Linked DNA regions of Sus scrofa: region 1 is linked to region 2. The links are chromatin contacts, called in public Hi-C maps. All regions are on one chromosome and are shown on one strand. Each heading gives the region's core, a stretch centred on a gene start, on an enhancer-like site or on the middle of the called end of the contact. The rest is flanking DNA. Distances are from core to core; before and after follow the strand shown.

Region 1 (5,317 bases), core at 69-2,568, 150 kb after region 2:
ATCCTCATGGATCCTAGTCAGGTTCATTAACTGCTGAGTCATGATGGGAACTCTTGGGTTTCTTTTTCAGGTGATGAAAAAAAATTTTTTTTTGGTCTGTTTTGCCTTTTCTAGGGCTACTCCCGAGGCATATGGAGGTTCCCAGGCTAGGGGTCTAATCGGAGCTGTAGCTGCCAGCCTACACCAGAGCCACAGCAACGCGGGATCCGAGCAGTGTCTGCAACCTACACCTTAGCTCATGGAAACACCGGATCCTTAACCCCCTGAGCAAGGCCAGGGATCGAACCTGCAACCTCATGGTTCCTAGTCGGATTCATTAACCACTGCGCCACGACGGGAACTCCCATCAGGGGATGAAAATATTGACTGTGGTGACGGTTTCACATGCCTGGGAATATACTAACAAACACAAACTGTACACCTTAAATGGGTGAATTGCAAGGGATGTGAGTTTTATCTCAATAAAGCTGTGAATTTTTTTAACTTAGTTAAAATTAATTCCTTGAGAAGCAAAACAGAAAATATACAACTCTGTCTTCACTGGGGGTCTGGGAGGCCATTCAACGTTGTTTCTTTTTTTAAAATTTTTTTATTTTCCCACTGTACAGCAAGGGGGTCAGGTTATCCTTACATGTATACATTACAATTACATTTTTTCCCCCACCCTTTGTTCTGTTGCAACATGAGTATCTAGACAAAGTTCTCAATGCTATTCAACGTTGTTTCAAAGGGACATGGACTCAGTGGAAAAAGTGGGAAGGACATGTTTTCCCTAGTATTTTCTAGCATCCCGGCTGCTATCTGACCCTCAGGCCCGGGGCAGGAGCAGCCCCTCTGTCCTACAGAGAAGGGGAGCTGAAGGGCCCTCGGTCCCTGCTCTGTGCTCGCAGCCCAGCCACCAGGCAGCCTCATCAGGTGATTAAATATGGATTAAGAAAACGTAAGGTCTGCCCGCCGAAATCTAAGCTACGGAAAAACAACCCTGACCCTTCACATGATCCTGCAGCGCGGGCAGAGTGGCTGGCGTGACCCGGGGAGTCTTGGGAGAGTCTGGCTGTGTCACTGAGAAGCAGGATGAAAGCCCAAGGACAAGGCCAGCGCTTGATTCATGATCACCTCGCTCGTGTTCTCCCCATTTGTGTTCTGAACCACAGAACTGTTTTCCCTGGTGTTTGTCACTTGGAGGACGGGAGCCTTTTAATTGGCGAGTGAGCAGACTTGCCGCTTGAGATGTCAAAAGACTGTCTTTGCAGAGCAGCGGAGGCTCTGTGAGTTAAGGGCTGTGTCTCTGAGTCAGCCGGCAAGTCTGGCCTGAGTGCCGACCCAAATCAGCCAAAACGACAGGTGGTTTAGTTGATGCCCGGCCTTGGGGGATGGTCCCCGGGGGCTGAATCCTGCATTAGATTGGATGCTGTGGGTTCAGAAGGCCTGGCCCGCCACGCCTCCCATCTAAGCAGTGCTTTCTATGGCATCCAGGTGCAAAGGCTCCTCCGAGACGTTAAATACGGTGCCTAAGGTTGATGGCCCCAACCAGTGGCCACCCTGTATCCATACCTTTCGCCCTGGAACTCTGTAGTACCCTCTGCACCATGACCCTGAGCTTGACCGTGGGACTTGGTTTGGAAAAGTATATGTACATTTCCACTCCCCCTCTCATGTCTCAAGAACCGCTATCAGAACCTGCTGGCCGGACTTGCTGGAGGATGAGAGACCAGCCTATGCAGCCAGAGACCTGTCAGCCAAAAGCAAGCCTGAGAGGGGCTGGCCAAGATAACAGAGCCACCAACCTGCAGCTGACCACAGGGACACGAACGAACCTGCCTAAGACCAGAACCAGTCAGCCTTCGGACTAGATGAACACTAGACCTTTATTGTCTCAAGTCACTGAATTTTCTGGTGGCTTGGTGCATAGCACTGTTGGGTCAATATGCAACTGGTTTATGAGCTAGTCAAGAGATGGAGATAATCCTAGGTAGATGAAGATCCTCAATCTCAGCACCGCCTCCTCCCCAACCCAAATCCAGAGTCTAGCTTGAAAGGCCCCCCTTGGATCATACAGACGCATGGACCAGTTGTAGACAGGCTGCAGGAAGAGAGCACAGTGAGGACATGTCATGGGGACCAGCCAGGCCAGGCATGAGCTCATGGAGAGGCGGGAGAATTTACAGAGCTTAGACTCTGGAGCCAGACAGTCTGGCTTCAAATCCTGGTCACCCCACCTCTTGTGTCATCTTTAGGAAATTAGTTAATGCATGAAACCATAGACTGGCTCAACCAACATTCATTCCGCCTTCCTCCTGACGTGCCTTCCTGTATTTCAAAGTCAAGAAAGCTATTCCCTTGCACCTCCAGAGATCTAGGTGTACTTTAGGGTGTACCAAGCAGATGTGCTTGTATACGATCTAAGAAGCCAAGGAAATGAGGTGGGGGCCATCTGGCTGTAATTCTGCTGTTCTCCTGCCAAGCAGAGGTGAGACCAGTCACCAGCTTTGTGGGTACATGGGAAACAGAGTATCCACGTTGCAGACGTGACCAGACTTGGTGACGTCTCCTGGTCCCTGGACGGCAGCCAAGGCGGGTGTTCCTGAGGTCAAGAGCTCCCAGAGCGGGGGTCCTGACTCCCACCCTTCCCACCTGTGGAAGCAGCAGCCCTGGTGGTTCATTCTGCAGTGTGTATTAGGAATCACTCTTGGAGGCAGAGCTAGATCCTGCTCTTCTCATGATTTTGGAAACTCCCAATCCTCTCTGGTAATCTCTGCTTAAATGGCCAGAGGTTTCTGTTTTCTGGCTTCTGATCTATAATAGGGGTTAATCTCTCTGGGCCTCAGTTTCCTCATCTGTAAAGGGATGGTGATATTTTATGCCCCAAAGGGCTGTCCTGAGGATTTGGTTAGATAATCCATACTAGGCAAGTAGAGCAGTGTCTGGCACGCGAAACGCATTTAAAATCTTATTATCATTAGATTTCTAGAAACTCGCTGGTGTCAGGGCATCCAGTGTTGACAAATTATAAGAACTGCAAGATGTCCAGTTACATTCTGATTTGAGGACCTTCCTCCGGACCGCATGCATGTCTGGCGGCTCTTCCAGGGAGGAGAGCTGTTAGTATACTCATTGGGTTTGGATGTTTTCCAAGTCTTGGGCAACATATATTTTCACTCTTTGTGGCATGGGTCACTTCTCTGCATGAATTACCTTGTCAGTCACATGGAGTAAAATTACAGGCATCTTGAGCTGCTGCTGCTTTTTTTTTTTTTTTCTTTTTAGGGCCGCACCCTTGGCATATGGAAATTCCCAGGCTAGGGGCCGAATTGGAGCTACAGCTGCCGGCTTCCGCTTCAGCCACAGCAACACCAGATCCGACCCACGTCTGTGAACTATACCATGGCTCACGGCAATGCTGGATCCTTAATCCACTGAGCAAGGTCAGGGATCGAACCCACATCCTCATGGATACTGGTCAGGTTCAATACGGCTGAGCCACAACGGGAACTTCCTGAGCTGCTGGTATTATACAGGTTCATGATCTCTTGTCCCAGGTCCCCGGGACCAGATCTGCTTTGCAATTCAAAAATATGAATGTCATACATCATGATGCTTCCAGGGGGTTCTGGAACAGCACCGGAGAATCAGACTTACTAATATTTCCATAGTAAAAGTATGAATATTTACCTTTACTGGGATAAATAAGGGCTCTAAGTGGTCTCATGTCAGTTTAGGTCAGGTTTTGCTGTCAAACGGTTTCTTGTTTCCAGAGCTTTTCCTAGTTCAGATTTTTAGATAAGGGAGGTGGGTCTGTGCATAAGGAATAAAATGGCCTAAGTGCTGACACTGAAGGGAGCACGGCCGGCCACGAAGGTTCAGCTGGGTCTGAACCAAGGCTGTTGTCAGTATTTGGAAGACATGGCAGGCTGATGTGCGATTTTTTATATTTGCAAGGACGCTTGACTGAATGCAACAAATGCAGACACTTCCCAAGCCATGACTCCAGCAAAGCTATTTTCTCTTTTCAAACACTGAAAAGAATAGGAAGACCAGACATCCAAGGAAGACATGTCTGGACGAGAAGAGGGCAGTGTCACCACTTTGGGAAGAGGATGACAAGGGTAGGAGAACACAGGAAGAAGTTTCATGCTTTGAGCCAGTGGTTGCCAGTGTCCAGAATCTACAGCTCCGAGCCTCCCCAAGGAGCAGTCTCAGGACCATGGCTCCCCTCACAGGGCCCCCTGCACAGCCTGCACCATGAGTGCTGGTGCCCCAGCCGTCTTTCTCAGTACCACTGAAGGGCAAGGACATATCCTACCCACCTGTTTCCCTCCCCACGGGACTGATGACAGGACACTCGGGGAGGGCCATCCTGGCTCTGGGATTCTAGGTACACACCTATGAATATTGAAGCAGGAAAGCAAGGTCAATTTCGTCACCCAAGGTACAAGCAGAGCCCAGGGCTGGGGAGGCTGGAGCAAAAGGGAATTTAAAGGGAACGAGGCAGCCAAGACCTTCTAGCTGTGGTGTGATCGACACACAGGTTTAAAGGGCTGCTGGACCAAAGGAGGAGGACGAGGAAGCGAGGGAGACAGTGACCGCATGGTGATGCATGCCAGCAGAAAGGTCTGCCTTGGGTCCATGGGGTAATGCAGCTTTCACTGCAGTGCAGGCCCACAATGGCAAAGGAGAGTCAGGGTGCAGATGTGTTCAATAAAGTCAAACACGAATGCCTCAAGCTGACTTGAGTCGCTAGAACACTTGTCTGAACCTGTAGCAGCCTTTAAAATCCTGCATTTACTCCTCTCGGATCTAAAATGATAAGGTTTAAAGGAAGAAAGTTGCTTGACCTGGAAGCAAAGGTGTTTTTTTTTTTTTTTTTTTGCATTAGGTAAACCTGTCAAAGAGAAGTTCCTTTGAAAAGTGCAGTAAATCTAGCCTGAAATCAAGGACGGTGCATTGTTTACATCTTTCGGCAGGGCAAAACCATCCCCATCCATCTTGCGTGAGTCTCTGCCTCCCTTCCCTTCTCTTTTGAAAATATATCCCTCCACTTCAAAACTGTTTGCAGAGATGCCTTTAAAAAAAGATACAAGTAAAACAACATCAGGAAACCAGGAGAAATATAGGAAAAATAAGATAAAACCAGAAGGGAGAGAATGGCATAGTGAACACTCAACAACATCCTCGAGATCCACAGGGTTTTCCTGAGCACATTCCTCAGTGCAGGACCATAAGAAGTGCCCAGAGTGTTCACCAAAAGCGATGCCACAGGGAGCCAGTGGAGACTGGTACACGGCACCTAAGTGTCCGGCATGACCCAGGGAGGGCT
Region 2 (5,622 bases), core at 1,645-4,144:
GAGGGGACAACTGCTTTCAGGCTTTGGCTGCAGCCCTAGATGAGGGCAGGGAGCTGAGTCAGGATGGGACCTCCTATGCCCACAACCAGCCAAGGAGCAGAGAAGAAAATGTGTGGGGGAGGGGTTGGAAGGAGCAGCTTTAAGGAACAGAGCCTCTGTAATTTCAGAGGGTGGGGTGGAATTGTGCATATTTTCAAGGCCTTTTTTCTGTTCTCGTGACTTCTTCCTCCCTACCCCCTGGGCCCCCCAGCCCCGACCCAGAACTCAAATGACCCAAAGTGACTTGGTCTTTCCATTGTTCAGAAGAGCACCCAGTGCTCCAGGGGCATGTATCCTCAGGGCACATTCTGTGTCAGAACCAGAAGGAAAAGCTCTCAGTGTCCAGCTTCAGGGCTCCTGCTGCTGCCTGGAAGGGACACTGTCTCCCAGGAAATCTGCCACTTTCATCATGGTCAATCCTTTCCTCTGGTGACACCCACGTCCCAGTGGGACCACTTATCAGCAGGCCTTGTAACCAGCAGCAACTGCCTCAGTTACGGGGAGGTGGAATGCTCTGCCAGCTGTCTAATGGTCTTGGGTCCAGATGCCACACTCTGGGTAGAAACAGGGGCTCTGCTAGGCCCTCCCCAGCCCCTGGGCACAGAGGGCCAGGCCCACAATAGGACTGTCCACCAGGCACCAAGCCTAGTTCTGTGGAACTGACTTCATGGTGCTGTGGCCACCTCATCACACATCTGGGCACCTCTGCGCAGGACATGGGTGCAAAGCTGGACAACTTGGGGGCCCACAAGATCCTGCCTGAGCTCTGTGATGAGCTGAGTACAGGCTCCTCTTCCCCTGGACCCTGAATGCAGCTGCATCAGAGCCTTTGATAATGACTCCACTGGGGTCCCCAGTTGGGCAGCTGATCCCTGGAGCTGGACAGGGGCTGGGGTGTGGACACAAGTGTGTTCACAGGCTTTCCCAGCATCAGAAAGGATGTACTTCCCTGGCCGCACCTCCTCCAACAGCCTCTTTCAGAAAACCGGCCTGGGGTTACTCTTCCAAGCACCCAAGTCCTTTGAAAAGGCCTGGGCCTTGGAGCCCACCCGTGAGCCCAGGGGCTGGGTGGAGACCCCGAGGCTCCTTCAGCCCTGGAGCCTCAGATTTTCGTCCTGAGACACAAGAGTTCAGGGCCAGCCAGAGGTCTCCCGAGATGCCAACAGCGTAGGGCCAGGCTGGGTCTTTGGGGGCATGCACACCTGTCCTGATCCCTCCATCCCAGCCACGACTCCTGACCCAGGAAGCTCCTTGACTGCCCGTTGAGGGTGGGAGTCCAGCTAACCCCGAGGGATGAATGGAGCTTGTGGGTTGAGGCCCACTTCTGCCTGCCTTTTTGGGCCCAAATCACCCCCAGATGTATACAGCAGGCACCAGGACTCCCGTGGGGAGTGGGGTGGGGGGGACGTTCTCCAGGTTCTAGGTTCTAAGATCCCATCCAACTTGACTTCTGACCCTTGACCTGCTTTCTTAAATCCTTGCTTCTCTTCCCCCCCATCCCTGGTGAGGGAATCACTGCCCTGACATTGTCCTACCCTGAGATGAGGTGCCATCCTGACCCACCACCTCACCCCCGATTGCCCAGTACCCAGTGGAGCACAGAGGGCGGATGTCCAAATTCAGTGTCTCATTTGCCCATTGGCAAGTGTTGTGACGTTGTTTCCTGAGAAATCAGGGGTCTATGAGCTGCAGGATGGCTGGCCACTTCAAGCTGGCCCAGGACGGCAGACCTTCCCACGTTCTGATCTTGCTCAGTTAGTGGGGTGCTGTCCCCAAGGGCCGGGCTGAGATAGCTCCTGAGATCCAGTCCCACCCTCCTCCAGAAATCAGACCCTCTGGAGAAAGGACCCAAGTTTAAACAAGCATCTTTTATTTTTTTAATTAAAGCATTTTTTTTTTTTCCTTTTTAGGGCTGCACCTGTGGCATATGGCAGTTCCCAGGCTAGGGGTCAAATCAGAGTGACAGCTGCTGGCCTACATCACAGCTACAGCAACATGGGATCTGAGCCGTGTCTGCGACCTATACCGCAGCTCACGGCAACACCAGATCCTTAACCCACCGAACAAGGCCAGGGATCAACCTGCATCCTTGTGGATACTAGTTGGGTTTGTTACCCCCGAGCCATGACAGGAACTCCTGAACAAGCATCTTGTCTTAGAACAGTTGCCTGGAGCTGTCCCTTGGTTGGGAGGGACAGTCCCTGGCTTATAGCCCATGGCTGTGGCCTTCCTGACCCCTGTGGCTTGCCAAAGATGCTCCACTGACCTCACCCAGGACCCTGGGCAGGTGGGGAGAAGGCTCCCCCGGGTGGGGTGGTCACGCTGACTCAGGGTCAGCCTTGGGACTGACCAGGACAGAATGTCTCCAGGAGGGCCCTGCGCGGCCTCTGTAGCCAGCGCTGTTACTAAGAAAAGCCCAAGGAGAAAGGGTAACTCAACACGCCTGCCCTGGACAGGCCTGTGGTGGGAGGATGGGCAGATGACTCAGGAGATGCTCTGGGAGGCACAGGGATGGTGTCACATCCAACTGTCCAGCACGCTAAGCCCCTTATTTGACAGGGGGAAGAGGTCCTGCCTTCCGGTTGTCTCCAAATCCTGCGGAAACCAGGCATGGTCCAGAGGGGCCCTAGGGAGTGGACAGCCGGTGCCTGTCAAAGGTTCTGGGGACCATGGACACCCTCGGGAACACTTGCTGTTGCCCCCTGGCCCCTGTGTGAGTGGGTGTCTCTAGGGCAGTGATGCCATGGCCACGGGCTCTGTCCCCCCCACCTCAGCCTGGCCATTTACCCTCCTCTGGACCCAGAGCCTCCAGGGCTTTCTTCTCTGGGTGACACTGAAGCAGTAGCTGTCATCTGAGCCCCTTGTATGTCCCACACCGGGGAGGCTCGGGTGTTTCTGGTGTGGCCCATAAGAGATCAGAGCGTAAACAAATGGCGTGCTAGGATTTGGGGTGGAAATCCCTGAAGACAACATGAAAAAGTCATCAGACAAGACCAACTGGGCAGAGTGGGGGGCTAGCCTGAGACCCTGAAAGCCAGAGATGCCTTTTTCAGTGGGTGGGTTGTTACGGACCCACATTCATATGTTGAAATCCTAACCCACCATGTGATGCTATTAGGAGGTGGGGCTTTGGGGAGGTAATTGGGTTATGAGGGTGGGGCCCTCATGCATGGGGTTAGTGCCCTCATTAAAGTGAACCGAGAGAGCACTCTAGCCCTCTCTCTGCCGTGAGAAGGCACAATAAAAGGTGGACAGTCTGGAAGCTGGAAGACAGCCCTCATCCAACCTCAGCCAAGCTGGCACCTTGATCTTGGACTTTCAGTTCCCAGAACTGTGAGAGATAAACATCTCTTGTTTATAAGCCACTTGGTCCAGGGTATATTTGTTATAGAAACCAGAACTGACTAAGGCAGAGTTGCACTCATGTTTTTTACTGGGCATCTCAGCCCCGGTGGTTTTGCCTAAAGGAATTTGTTCTTATTCCAGACTGTAGAAGCTGGAAGGAGATGGCAGTGAGATGGGGAAGACAGCTTAGCTCTCCTAGAGCCTGGCTCCATCCTAAATCCCACCCCCCTGCAACCGCCCCAGGGACTGAGCTGGTTCCCTAAAGGGTTTGCCCTTATCTGAGGGTGTCACTGACAAACACAGCATGGTTTAATAAGACCCCAGACCCGCCAGTGCTTCCCTGTGGAAAGCAGAGGCTTGAAATTATATGCCTGTTCCAGTGTGGAACTTTGCTCCCTTATAGCCACGTAAATTACTTCATCTCATTTAACTGCCATTAGCAAATTATTAATCTAAATTCACACACCCAGAGTGAAATTACTGAACTCAGACATTTTTCTATCAAGGATGCTTTCCTCCCAACCAAAGCCCATTTAAAATGTGTGCGAATTTTAGCAGCCTAGCCAGTCTTGCATCCCCGCTTGCTGAGCCTCTCAATAGCCCTTGCAGGCGTTTACAAGCTCGTCTCCCTTTTTAATGGTGCTTTTTTTGGTCTAGTTTTCGAGCACGTGAATATTTATGGGGTTGGTACAGTACAGGGGAGGGGTCTGGAGCCCAGACTTGGAGGTCATTGGAGGTTAGACACATCCAGATTTAAATTCCAAAGAGTCTGAATATTACCTAACCACAGATTTCTGTCCCCAGGCCTTAGTTTTATGATCTGTGAAGTGGGAATAAGAGGACTTACAGGGTTGCTGTGAGACTTCAATGAGATGACGCAGAGTGCTCAGATATGCCACAAGCAGGCAGGAATGATGGCTGTCGTGGCTGCTGTTATTCTTAGCTAGTCAAGGTGGACAGGGTCAGAGGTGGCCTCTTCTGCTCTCTGACTCTGGGACAAGAATGTGATAGGGGCCCAGAGCAGACTCTGGCCAGGAGGTTCTGGGTGAGCCAGGTCTTTTCCCATCTCCCAGGCTGAGCGAGTCCACGCCTTCCTTGAGCGCCCTTCTTTCTGGCAGGAATCTCTCATCCAGAGAACACTGCATTTTAAGAAGGTCTCATCCAGGAGTCAGTGGCGGTCATGCCATCAAAAGGGCGAAACTGTAAAAGCTGAGCTGGTGGAGGAAGGACACTCCCTACCCAGGAAGGTCCAGGAGCCCTCCAGGTAAGCGTGGACACCGGCTTGGGATCCTGGGACAAAGATGCTCATTAGTCCAGAGAACAGAGCCACGAACACCCGGTCTGGAAGACCAAGGACTTCTGCTTCAGTAGCTGAGTCTTTCAGCCTCAAATCCTTTCACTCTTTCTCCACTCCATGTTTTAACAACAATGCTATTTAATATGGGCCAGTCTGAATAACTTTATCCTTCCCTTAGATCTGTGCCTATAAAAGGATACTGTGTTGTCCAGACGGTCCATAATTCATTAGGCTGAAGTCCCTTCCATCTGGAGACTTATACAGTTGTTGAAAAGCTGTCACTATAACCTATTGTCACTGCAACCTTTTATGAACCAGCCTACATTTTTATGTCAAAAATTTATCTTAATGGCCTCACAGCTCTTACCTCCAATTATTTCGGTGTCACCAACCTCCAGCTTGGGCCGTGCTCCAGCTGATATGCGGGAACAAATTTCCTCTTTGCTCTTATCCCAGCCCCACTCTGAAAACCTCACGGATAATGTGGTATACCCCCTCAAGAGGCATACACACACACACACACACACACACACACACACACCCACACACCCACTCACTGCAGAATGGGAGAGGAGACTAGGACCTTCAGGGGACACCCTCAGTGGAAGGCTGTGGGTGAACCCAGAGAAGCTCCATGTGACCAACATGTGGAAGGAAGCACCTCGCAGGAACACGTACGCAGCGGCACCTCGCAAAGAGGCTGGGCTCATTTTCCCCCTTGGTTTTAAGACTGCCAACAGTGATCCACACATCCCCTGTCCACACAACAGAAAATGCTAGCGGGGGAAAAAAAAATCATGGGTGCAATGAAGGGTGTCTGTATCCTTACTTAGAATTCTTATTCTTACTTTCCTCCAAAACATATTTATATATTTACATGTACACAGTGTAAATATATATTTATATATGTAAATAAAAATATATTCTATAATAAATGTGTG

What was found. Hi-C and Micro-C count contacts between places; a contact is called where the count stands out from the background.
Region 1: a Hi-C map of skeletal muscle shows a contact between it and region 2, with 5 times the contacts expected there. The contact joins two enhancer-like sites. A contact is called at or near these places in 1 of 47 Hi-C or Micro-C datasets (skeletal muscle) and 1 of 2 datasets of contacts at active chromatin or transcription factors (skeletal muscle).

The regions. Positions count from the first base shown.
Region 1 is chr3:115,117,138-115,122,454 of Sscrofa11.1, forward strand. No RefSeq gene overlaps it. Among named protein-coding and RNA genes, the nearest start is that of KLHL29, 180 kb to the left of the region's middle. Within about 2 kb of position 1,319, at least 2 of the 83 cell types and tissues checked have an H3K27ac peak or open chromatin away from gene starts, as enhancers often do. A contact at or near this core is called in skeletal muscle, where this site is marked.
Region 2 is chr3:114,969,102-114,974,723 of Sscrofa11.1, forward strand. No RefSeq gene overlaps it. Among named protein-coding and RNA genes, the nearest start is that of KLHL29, 34 kb to the left of the region's middle. Within about 2 kb of position 2,895, at least 4 of the 83 cell types and tissues checked have an H3K27ac peak or open chromatin away from gene starts, as enhancers often do. A contact at or near this core is called in skeletal muscle, where this site is marked.